Regions from separate parts of the Zea mays genome. Here region 2 is linked to region 1. A link is a contact called in public Hi-C data. All regions are on one chromosome and are shown on one strand. The core of a region is the stretch at or near the end of the contact, and the rest is flanking DNA. Distances in the headings are between cores, read along the strand shown. Region 1 holds the start of LOC100282975. Region 2 has its middle 34 kb from the start of LOC103636404.

Evidence for each region. A called contact is a pair of places that touch in the nucleus more often than the background predicts.
Region 2: a contact with region 1 is called in a Hi-C map of leaf, with 8 times the contacts expected there. The contact joins the enhancer-like site here to the promoter of LOC100282975 in region 1. A contact is called at or near these places in 14 of 25 Hi-C or Micro-C datasets (bundle sheath, ear, leaf and 3 more) and 1 of 3 datasets of contacts at active chromatin or transcription factors (leaf).

Annotation. Positions count from the first base shown.
Region 1 is chr1:73,895,997-73,901,707 of Zm-B73-REFERENCE-NAM-5.0, reverse strand. It overlaps LOC100282975, which reads left to right and starts at 3,245. Exons shown (of 4, transcript NM_001412253.1): 1 at 3,245-3,392; 2 at 4,850-5,099; 3 at 5,184-5,319. The coding sequence starts at 4,915.
Region 2 is chr1:73,987,741-73,993,451 of Zm-B73-REFERENCE-NAM-5.0, reverse strand. No RefSeq gene overlaps it. Among protein-coding and RNA genes, the nearest start is that of LOC103636404, 34 kb to the left of the region's middle. Within about 2 kb of position 2,416, at least 18 of the 20 cell types and tissues checked have an H3K27ac peak or open chromatin away from gene starts, as enhancers often do. A contact at or near this core is called in bundle sheath, ear, leaf and 2 more, where this site is marked.

The sequences.
Region 1 (5,711 bases), core at 1,996-4,495:
GAACCAGTCTGACCATTTTTTCTAGTAAACATGTAAACAAAGTTAGAATGGCCCTCAAGCTCTTCTATCATGAACTATACTTAGTGCAATACTTAGGTTTAGGCTCGTCCAAGAAAACCATTGTTTTATAATATTATACTTTTTAATTGTCATGATAATATCATAGTTTTCTCGGGCTCCAAAAATACTAGCTGTATATTGTTTGGATATAACATTGAAATTGTGGTATTTAGGCAAAAGCTAGTCATACATTGAAAACTTTGGGTTGCGGTAGAGCTTCCAATACTCTAAAAATACTATGGTATCTACAATATTATGGTTTTGAAAATACAGTTTCCAGAATTACAATCAAACACTTCATGGTATAAAAAACTGCAATACTATTATAAACCATGATATTACCTAAAAACTATAAAAAATACTCTACTTCTAAACATACCCTCAGTTTTGGTGGCAAAATATAGAGGTTTAGCAAAGTTTTTATTTGGGGTAATTGTAAGGTTGAGATGACTAACCAGAGAGTGTGTGACTACTTATTTTAAAATCTAATCGCTACAACTAGCCGATATAAGCAGTGGAATTAAACTAATTGTCTAGTAGTGATTTCACCCATCTATCTATTAATGGAAGTGCATCTACACCCTAAGTGACATTTGATGAAATAAGTGACAACACAATGAAAGAACTAATAATATTTATGAGACTTGCATGTATTTAGTCATAGGGCCATTATTATTTATTGGATTTATACGACATATGGTGATCTCTCTCACACACATATATATGTATACACTGAGACGAAGCTAGAGTAAATTTGGGGAGGGTGCAATTGCCTTTGTGGATGCATAAATATTTGTTAGAGGGGTACATATATGGTGAAATTTTATCCAAATCTATAGATTTTGTATTTGGGAGTGGGGGGGTGCATTTGTATCTACTCGGTGCAATGTAGTTTCGCCCCTGGGTCAGTTCTATTCATCACTTAGGCTGAAGGTTCATCACCTGGTCAACCCAAGCAATCCCCCGATGCACTAATTGCTTGTACCAGATCAGCCTCGCACGTTCTAATCCACTTGATGCATGTGCCCCACGCTCCAACCGTGGGTGTTGTCCGCTACACTAGATCAACTCACACACTACAACCACTCCATGCGATCCCGAGCTTCGACCGGACGACCGGACCTGTAACGGTAACATAATGATTGAAATAACGGAATGACTGTAACTAAAACAGAATAACTAAAACTATAACATAATGACTAAAACAGAATATCAGAAACTAAAACAGAATGGTCGAATGAGTGAATGACTGAGACTGTAATGGTAATGGAATGACTGAAACTATAATGAAAATTGTAATAGAATTATTGAAATTGTAATATAATGACTGGAACTATAATGGAATGACTGAATTAGTGAATGGATGAGACTGTAATGGAACAATTGAAACTATAGTGAAATGACTAAAATTGTAATGGAATGATTGAAAATGTAACATGATGATTGAAATTGCTAGCAGAATGACTGAAACTGGCACCCCGATAGAATCTATGTGTACAAATCAGTAAACGGGTTAATCAAATTCGTTCTAGCTGGTTAATTAATTCGGTTGGACTGTAGCTACATTTGATGCGCCGATTAGTTCATCACCTTAGGTGACAAATAGAGTATATATATATGGTTTATGGTTGTTTACAATAACTAGTTGTCAAACTTGTGGAGTTCAATAAAAACAATCCAGTTTAAGCACAAGGCAACCAATGATAGTCAAAGCATGCTTTGAAGCATTGAGACAATGAAGTTAGCAAGAATATCATTTTGAGGTACTAAACGAAGGGTGAAGGACGAGCAACAACTTGGTGGCTGATGATCCTAGTTGAGGCACTATTCAAGTGATGGTTGTTCATGTCGAAGATCAAATCAAATGTTCAAAGTGACTTGAAGCCTTCGGCATAATCCACTTGCTCAAGATGAACAAGCTCAAGAAGTTGAAGTGATGAATACGCTCAACCATGCAATGATCAAAGTGGCAATCAAGTTTGAATCGAAGAAAAGCTCAAATTGGAAGTTCAAATCTTATTGTTTATTTAAGTGAAGTTTTGCCACACTATCAAGAGTTTTGCTTCACTAAAGTGTGAGACAAATGAAGATGCTCAAGAAAACCTACAGAGAAACCTAAGGGTCCGAAAGAAGAAAGGGTGAGAATGGAACAAACTCTCAAGCCGATATGTTGTTCAGGTTGGGTTGGCAAGCCAACAAAGCCGATATGTTGCCCAGGTTGGGTTGGCAAGCCAACCAAGCCGGTATGCTAGCTAGTACGGGCCTAGGGGATGGCTAGGTTGGTTTTGGAAATATGGCCAAGCCAACTTCCAATCTTGGCTAGACCAAGTTTGTTGTGCTAACTCAAATGGCTAGCTGAGCTTGGTGGCTAAATACACTTCCACTTCCAAGGCTATTGGTGCACCCCATTCCTCACCCACGACAAGATATCATGTGGGCACTCTCCTCCCTCTTTTTGAGTGTTTGATTAGACAAAGGTCAATCCTTGATTAGAGAGTGATCCAAGCATTGTGAGAGTTTTCTCATTCCTAGTCACTTGAGAAGCATTGTGGATATAGTCTTTAGCTGTGTAATTAATTAGTTTTATAATTACACTATATTTAATACTCGTAAAGTCGTAATAGGTATTCAAACATCTGACGTGGCACAAACTAAACTTTAGTCGCTAGAACCAAACACCCCCCTTTAGTCTTTTTTTGATCAAATGTAGGGCTAAAAAAATCTGTATGGATTTGGCTTTGTGCCGTTATAGAGTCCTTTTTTGTTATCTAAATTTTGCTAATATAAACTAATGGGTAACTTATGTCCAATTTAACAATTTATACCTACTTTTGTTTATTCAATCTGACCGGACTATGTTTTTTTTTTCGGAACATGCAGTTCTTTTCTACCAAAATCCCGCAAAATCTTTTGAACACGCAATCCTTTTAATTTCCCAACCCCTACAGAAATAGGAACTGGTTCTTTACAGAACTCCTGTTAAAGTTCGTACTGTTTGTTTCACAAACCCTACAGAAATACTACGACAATAGTATTCTGAATGACACTTGGAAATCAAGTGCAGCGTTCAGCCATCCATCGCAGTCCAGCGAGGCGAGATGAGGAGCTCCTTCTAGAGAATCCTGTGCCCTGTGATGAGTGGGGGGATAAGGATCAGCGCACCCGCACGTACGGGTGCAGCGGCAGGTAGGACCCCCAGCCTAGAGTTCCTTCTTTACTCCCACTCCCCAGGGTCAGGCAGGCAGGGAGCAGCCACAGCCTGCTAGGGAGAGACGCAGACGGCACATGAAAACTACAAGAAATCCGCTGCGAAACTCCGGATTAAAAATAAGGTTCGTCCTCTTGCACTCCCTGATGTCACCTGCTGCCTCTCTCCAATTCTTTCTTCTTCTCTCCATGTAAAATTATGTCCAAACCCACCCTACTCCCGCGAGCGCATTTATAAAATAAAGGGCACTGATGCCTGCTGTCTTGTTCTGCCCCCCTGTTTTCCTTTTATTCTGCTCCGCTCTGTTCTCCTGCGGGCCTGGCTGCGCCGGGGAGGCAAATGCTTAGCACAGGTAGGGTTCTTGGGGTTCTTTTCGTCTCTAGCTGTGATCTTCGAACTGCTTCTTGATCTGGGCGGAAGAACCAAGAAATACTCACAATTGCGTTCTTGCCTGCTGCTGCATTGTTTCCTAGACTTTGTGGTTAAACTGCTGGGGGGTTGGAGATAATGCTGGTTGATCAGTGTATGTTTACTTATCGATTGAAGGTTTCTTTGTTTGGGGAACGCTGTGCTGGAGATTTCAACTCGTCCGTGTTGTGTCAGCTCGATCGTTTCATCCGTCTGTGCTCATTCTTCTCTTTGAAGCGATGGCGATTGCAGGCCCAGCGTTTCTCATTTTACCTTCGTTGTTTTGTTTCCATGCCACATGTACTGTGCCAGTGCTAAAGTGGATGGAATTTTCTTTGCTCACGGGTTCTCAGCTTTTGGGCCCTGCCCCTTTGGAATTTGGATGCTTTTGCTGTGATTCCGAGAACGAAAAGTTTGTAATCTTTGAATTGGTTTTGGCGCAAATGATGGCCGGCTGCTAGAGCTTGCAGGCTTGCAGCCTTGCACTGTCAGCTTCCCTTTCCCTTGGCTCCCTGCCTTTCCATTCCGGTCCTGCTCTGCTTTTCACCTTCACTGGCATGAGTTAAACGATAAAGAAGATTCCTTTTTCTTTAACATTCTACTTGCTCAGAAGAGAGTACATTTTTTTTATATTACTAGATCTGCCTTCTTGTTTCTTATATCCTTGAGTATTTAAAGGTTTTCCCCATATCTGGACTTTAAGCAGCCTGATCTGCTTTTTTTAGTGGTATGACTATGAGTTGTACTTGCCTTAGTCTCCACCCAGGCTGTATTGTTGTTCATTCTACAGAATTGAGGTGTGAATTTTGTTTGAGATATTTCTACAACATATTGGAAGTTTGAGTTTTCAGATACAAAGTACTGTCCCCTGCATATTTTTTTTTGAAAATGAGCATAGATGGTCATAATTAAGCAGTTTTCGCAGCCAAACATCTTTGAAATCGTCAAACCTGAAATTTGACAGCTTAACTATGTTTGTCTTCTCTTTACTGGCACTTGCGCTAAAAATGGTAGAACTAGATTTTGTTGTTAACCAATGTAGCCAGATATAAGAACACTTTGCTTCCAGATGAAACGTAGCTTGAGTTAGTAGATCCATAATGCATGTCTTGTTTATTCCATATTTTGGCAGATTCTTCATTTTAAGATATTTGAAAATTGAAATGTCGGTAGGACTTGGCCTTCTGGAATCCCCCGCTAAACCATAGGCGTGTTCTATTGGAAGTTGGAACAAAACCATGGAGAGTGAAATCATGGCCTCCTATGAAACAAAGCAGAATTGCGAAATTAGGGTATTTGAGAGTTCAGACGAGATGGCAACAGATCTGGCAGAGTTTATTTCACAAGCTTCAGAAATTTCAGTTAAGGAAAGAGGATGCTTTGCTATTGCCCTTTCTGGAGGTCCTCTTGTTAGACATATGCGGTAATGCTGTCTCCATCTTCCAATAAGTCTGCAGCTCTTGTATCTCCATCTGATGTTCGAACTGTTTTTTTTTTTCTTGTAAAGGAAGCTCTGTGAAGCACCATACAACAAGACCCTTGATTGGTCTAAATGGTACATCTTCTGGGCTGAAGAACGTGCAGTTGCAAAGAACCATGCAGAGAGTAACTACAAATTAACAAAGGAAGAATTTCTCTCCAAGGTATATCAACTTAATACATGGCCTTTGTTTATTTTCCATGCACTAAGTTTACAAATAACAACAGGATATATGCTAAGTTCATGTATTTGTTGGATCTGTTATTTATTTTTATGTGTCCACCAACTTTCGTTCTTCTTATGTTTTACTATATAGTTGTTCTTGCTTTGCTTCCAATATAATCATGTCATTAATTTTAACTTTCTTCTTGAATTTTTCTAACATGGGTAAGATATTTGTAAAGTCAACAGCTTTGATTACTTTTGCAAATACAGTTATCTGACAAAAGCTGGTAGGTTTCACAATTCCACCAAGTCATATAAATGGAATAAATATATCTGAATTATGCCCCTCCATGACCAGGGCTTTACCAGAAATACCATTTTCAATCTAGA
Region 2 (5,711 bases), core at 1,167-3,666, 93 kb before region 1:
CTTTTTGGGTTTAGAGTTTCACCATGTGTTAGCGAGAAGAGTATCTAGATTGTTGTCTTTATTTTCTGAAATGAGGTTGATTAAGATGGTTAGATATTGTCTTTCCTCTCTTCCTTTTCATGTTTAGTTCTCAACTTAGTTTATCCAAGATATATGTAATTGTTTAATGAATGGTGTGGTTTGCTTTTAAAAAGGCTTTGACATGAGAATTAGTTTTAGTTCCACCTCTCTAGATCGTATTTGTCGCTAAAATTGGGAGCTTATCTTGAATTCTACATGAATGCAAGATTTAAACTTGTTCGTATGAAATCCGACCCTTAAAGGACTATAGATATCGTCAAGATGCATGTGCATTTTTTTTCTATTTGAAGGGCTTCTTTACATTCTAACATTATATATTTATCCCTTTAGGTCTAGCAATACAGTTAGTTGGTCATTCATGGTATCAAACTAGGGTTCCGGTTTCACCTTCAATCATTGGATGATATGCATTTCACCATGCGGCCTCACATGGCCAGGTACACCACCTCGTGCACGCCTTCCCCTTAGTTTGTTAACGATGTACATTATTTTGTTAATGAGGTATAGAGAAGGTACATTATTTTGTTATAGATCTCATGCACGCCTTCCCCTTAGTTTGTTAACAAAATAATGAAACACACAAGAGTCTCCTCAACAACAAGGTACATTATTTTGTTATAGATCTTGTGCATGAGGTGGTATCAAGAAGCATGTATGCTTCCTCTTAGTTCTCGTTGGAGCCCCTCGTAAGGATGCCCATGAGAGCATCAAACTCCTGGCTAGGTGGCTCCTTGGATAATTCTAAACCTTCCCCCACACGCAAGTGGGCATTCAGAACAACCTCTCCCAGGTCAGCCCCTGCCATCTTCATTATTGAGTTTCTGATCGAAATATCATGAGCTTCGTTCCCTCTAGTACACGATGGCAACCACACCACACGCATAATTAGTGTGATATCGGAAAACTACGAGTCCCTCCAGTACAATTACAATGGTGTGTGCAAACACCAAGGAATAAGAGATATTCTAAACTAATTCAAACACTCGGCCTAAACCTTGAGCAAGTGATATAAGAGGTGGCCTAACTAACCTAGTACTTCATAGAGCAGCCGCTAATCATTAAGTGATTCTTTTCGCACTTGGATGCCTAGAGCTAATATGAATGAGTCTCAACTCACTAGATGTCGGTGTTAAGAGCCAGCTCCGACAAGTAAATTTGTGTGCGCACGTTCTGTGGTCTGGATGGTGTGCTTGGTGGGCGCAAGATTTATACTAGTTCTGGTAGAATGTCCCTACATCCAGTCTTCGACAGCTCACGCTATGAACACCTTGTTGCTTTAGGGGTTACAAGCGGGTGAGAGATGGAGGATCTTCCAAGTCTCTTATGTGTGGCTAGACCTAAAGACTACGAGACTAGAGTTCTATGCTAAGCCTTGGACATCGCGGTGGCTCGCACCTTGGTTCCTACGTCCGGGTCTTCTAGTCTCGTCGTCCGTGTGCAAGTATGTGTGTTCCTTTGTAGGTCCTGGCTGACCTCCTCCATGGATTGATGCTTTTATAACAATTAGCGTGTCATCTGCATAACGGATGACATGCCCGGTTTGTCTAGCGATCAAGGGTTGGAGGACTGCACCATTATGTCCGAGGATTGCTTGAAGGGTGTCAGCGACAAGGAGGAAGAGGTAGGAAGAGATAGGGTCTCCCTACCTCAATACCTTTTTGCATGAGAACCAGGGCTCGAGACATCCATGAATCAAGATGACAGGTTTTGATGTGGCGAGCAGACAGTGGATCCAGGCACACCAACGATTACAGGATGACCCCGGTACATGCCATGCGTCTCTCTCATGTCTGTTCCACCAGGTAAGAAAACTGATTTAGGGTGCGTTCGCATCTGCCGGATTGGCATGTTTCCAGCCTCCTTCTAGGTTGAACAAATTCATCTGATTTTGACCCGGATCTAGTTGTTCGTTTTGATCCAGATTAAGAACAAATCCATCTGATTTTGACTCCCCATTCTCACTTCTCCACCTAGAACAAATCCAAATGTCCTCTCAGGTAGATCGATTCCTGACCAAGAATGAGTGTTCCACTCGATCCTAGGCTTTCTGGCCTGGCTTTGATCTAGGTTTGCCGAACGGACGCTTAAAGAGTCGGACTGAACCTGCGAGTAGATCAGACGAAAGGATTTCAGCACCAATACGATTAGACGTCATGTAACTAGTGTTCATCAGGCTTTACTCGTGCATTGTGTTTTTTTTTCAGCAGATGATTGAGTAGCGCTACCGTTGGAGCTGTGCCAGAAATGTGAATTCAATCAGCAACACGCGGATCAAATCAGGAACCAGACTTGGGCCGGAATACAGGCTCATTAAGAAGACGGCCCAGTGCCACGGTACACAACCCACCGCAAGCCGGCGGTCCTGGATTTTCACGTGCTGGCGCGCCCCTGTGCCGGCCTGGCTGCCCGCGCCCGCCGCTCGCCCCGCGTGACGTGAGTGACCGGAGTTGGCCATGGCCGGGCACGCCGCGGAGGCCGACGTGGATGGACTGGGTGCGACCGAGGGGACGACATCGACGGATGAGATTGAGACGCAGCGACGTCGGCCACGAGGGCGCGCGTCCTGAGCAACCCCTGCTCGTGTGGTGGCCAGAGGAGTGCGACGTGCCGCCCACAGCGTGTTCGACAGATTGCTTTCATGAATTACGGTACCAGATTTATATAATAAAAACAATGTGAGTCAAAGCAAATCAAATTTAACAAAATTATATAATTGAATAATGATATCTAAGATACCAAATAAGTAGCATTAGATTCTTCGTTAATTATCGTTTATAATATGTCTATTTTGATGTTATAGGGTATTGAAATTCTCTCTATAGTTTTGTCCAAACTTAAGATGTTTTGACTCTCTTAGAAAGCTGCAATGACTTATAATTTAGAATGTGGGGAGTAAAAGTTTGTATCGAATTCCTGTTATTGGTAGAGCTCACTGTTCCCATATGAAGTTATGTTTCTTGCGCTAGGTGAACGCTCAGAAAACTGCGCCACAATGCTAAGGCAGGACCATTTTTCTGGTAACCTTGTGTTCTTTTCTTACTTTGAATTTTTGTAGCGTGGACTGAGTTGAAAACAACTGATGATAAGTATGTGACTCATTGACTCAACATTGTTCATCCTTGCTCACATTACTCGTTTTGAAGCTGAAAGCCAAAACTTCAGTTTGGGTTGGGGGACGGGGGTGCAAATATCAAAAATATTTTTTTTGGGGGGGGGGGGGGGGGGGGGCACTTTACTCTTATATTACACGGCAATTTGCTAGATCAGTAAGGGATATAATGGAAAAATAACAAATGTGATTTTCAGAAAACTCTACCTGAACAGATTATGAAAAACAAAATATTTTACTCTCCTATCACTTCTTATCTCGAGAAATGCATATGCAGAATGCAGTCTCCATCTAGGAGTAGTGGGTGCGTGATTAGCTCGCACATTTAGCCAGCCGTTTCGCGTGGACGTGGGGATGGATGCGTCATGAACACACACACGTCGAGCGAGCAGTACCTGTAATTGTTTTTCGTGTTCTCGTTCTTCAGAATAGTAGAGAGAAGAAAACGCTGCAGTTGAGCGCGCAGCACCAAAAAGATTAATCCGTGTTCTAGAGTGTTTTTGCGAGTCTACATGCGCAAAAATTCACGAGTTTAGAACCTCGCCGCCGGGCGCCGGCGTACATCGTCGGGCCGAGAGGCTAGCGGTCAGTATTTTCAAAACTCAAAAAATTCTCCATTTTTTTTACACTAGTATTTTTTGGTGAACTTCTGCAGTTAGCAGCATCAACAAACAACGAAATGGAGTCTCATGTTCGCAATTATCTTGATCCGCAGCCATAGCTTATATGCTAACAACTGCATAATGTGACGCTGCATGTAGGTTTGGAGCCTCGGAAGAATCTCTGTTGTTACAACTCTTTTTTCTCAACGACCGCTGCTAGTCCACTTCTTGTAGAGACTGGACCTGAACTAGCTACGAAGGTTTGTCTCAAATCAAAACCAAATAGGTTGGATTTATCCTTTACTCCAAAAGACATTCATTCCTAGTGACAAGGTTTTTTGTGTTAGTGTAGGCACTTAAATTTGCTGATCGTTCAAGTGCTCCTATCATCCTCCTTACTCTGATGAATAGTTAGTTACTAGCGACCAATATGTTAGCCGCTAGATCAGCCAATAACATTTTAGTTCTAACCTTTTCTATAATAAAAAAGGTAATACATTCCATGTGTTCTTTTTCCTTTCTGTAAAATGCTTGTATATACACTGATGTAGTTCATTTGTATGTTGTTCTGACAGAGTCCAGGCCATCATGCCATGTGTATAGGTGATTTGGTGGTAGTGGCACCATCGGCGATTGGTGGCAGCTGTTGGTTCTTGATGGAGACGACTGGTATAGCTAGCAGCTAGGTGTTTAGTTATTCAGTTCTTCGAAGGTGTATGTTCATGTTCAGGCCTCGAAGACAAAACTAGCAAGATGGTGCTTCTACCTTGTGGACTTTTACAGAACAATACTACGAGTCAAATTTCCTTTTTTTGGATGAAACTTGCAAGATCAACGGAGAGGTGTATGGACACTTGTTTGGCGAGTCATCCAGATATGTAATATCTTTATCATATTATTTGATTTTTCCCCCGGGGGGATAAGCGTGCAATTCATTTTCTCTTTTCACAGTGTGGTAGTGTTAAAAAAAAACATGCATGCCTTGGTTACAAAGAGAATCAAGCAGAGATTATACACTCCATTCTTTCCTGATACATGATTTTAATCACGCCATGCAACAGCATGCGTAACTATATAAAACAACGGACTATTCTTTATTAGATGCTCTTTTTTCCCATAATCTGATGAACTGAAACTGAGAGTCGGCTGCTTCAATTTGATTCGGAGCTGTCTCCAGCATCTTACTCACCTTCTATTTTAAACATCATCCTATGAACAGTACAGCCTACAGCATCCTATGAACAGTACAACCTACAGTGTAAAACAAAATTTTGCACGACTATGTGCACGATCTACTGGAGACAATTCCTCTGTTATACTAAGTAAAAAAAGTTTGAGAATGACAATTCTGCCCATTGATACCGGATGCTATTGAAGGTATTGCACTTGGTTAGGTAGTCGTGTGTTTATAATACGTCTTCCATAGAAAGGATCGCTAAGAGTATATTAATTTCAAAAAAAAAAATCTTTAAAGTGGTACAGGTAACTAGATAATTTGTCACGCTCTAGATTGAAGTATTGACGTTGACAACCAGAACTGACAGCTTGGTTTCAAACCACTTCTGTACATTATCTTATTTTGGCCCAAGACCAACTAAAAAAACACAATGAGGCAAATTTGCTGATTCAGTACTAGACTAGTTTGTTGTAACTGGTAAGAGCTGTCCCACCACGCAGACAGACACACAGTACACCTCTTGTCTTACATTTATGCATGCAAATCAAAACACATAAAATTAAAAGGATATGAATGATATTATAAAAAAACTTGATCTCGGAGAGTGTGAATAAGACACATACACGTTTTTTTCTAAGAAAAATATCTTATATAGGTTGAGAAAACAGTAAATCCGTGCCCCGCACTGACATTAGGGACGCGTTTGCGACCTTGGTCCAGCGATCTGGCTGTTCCCTGCACT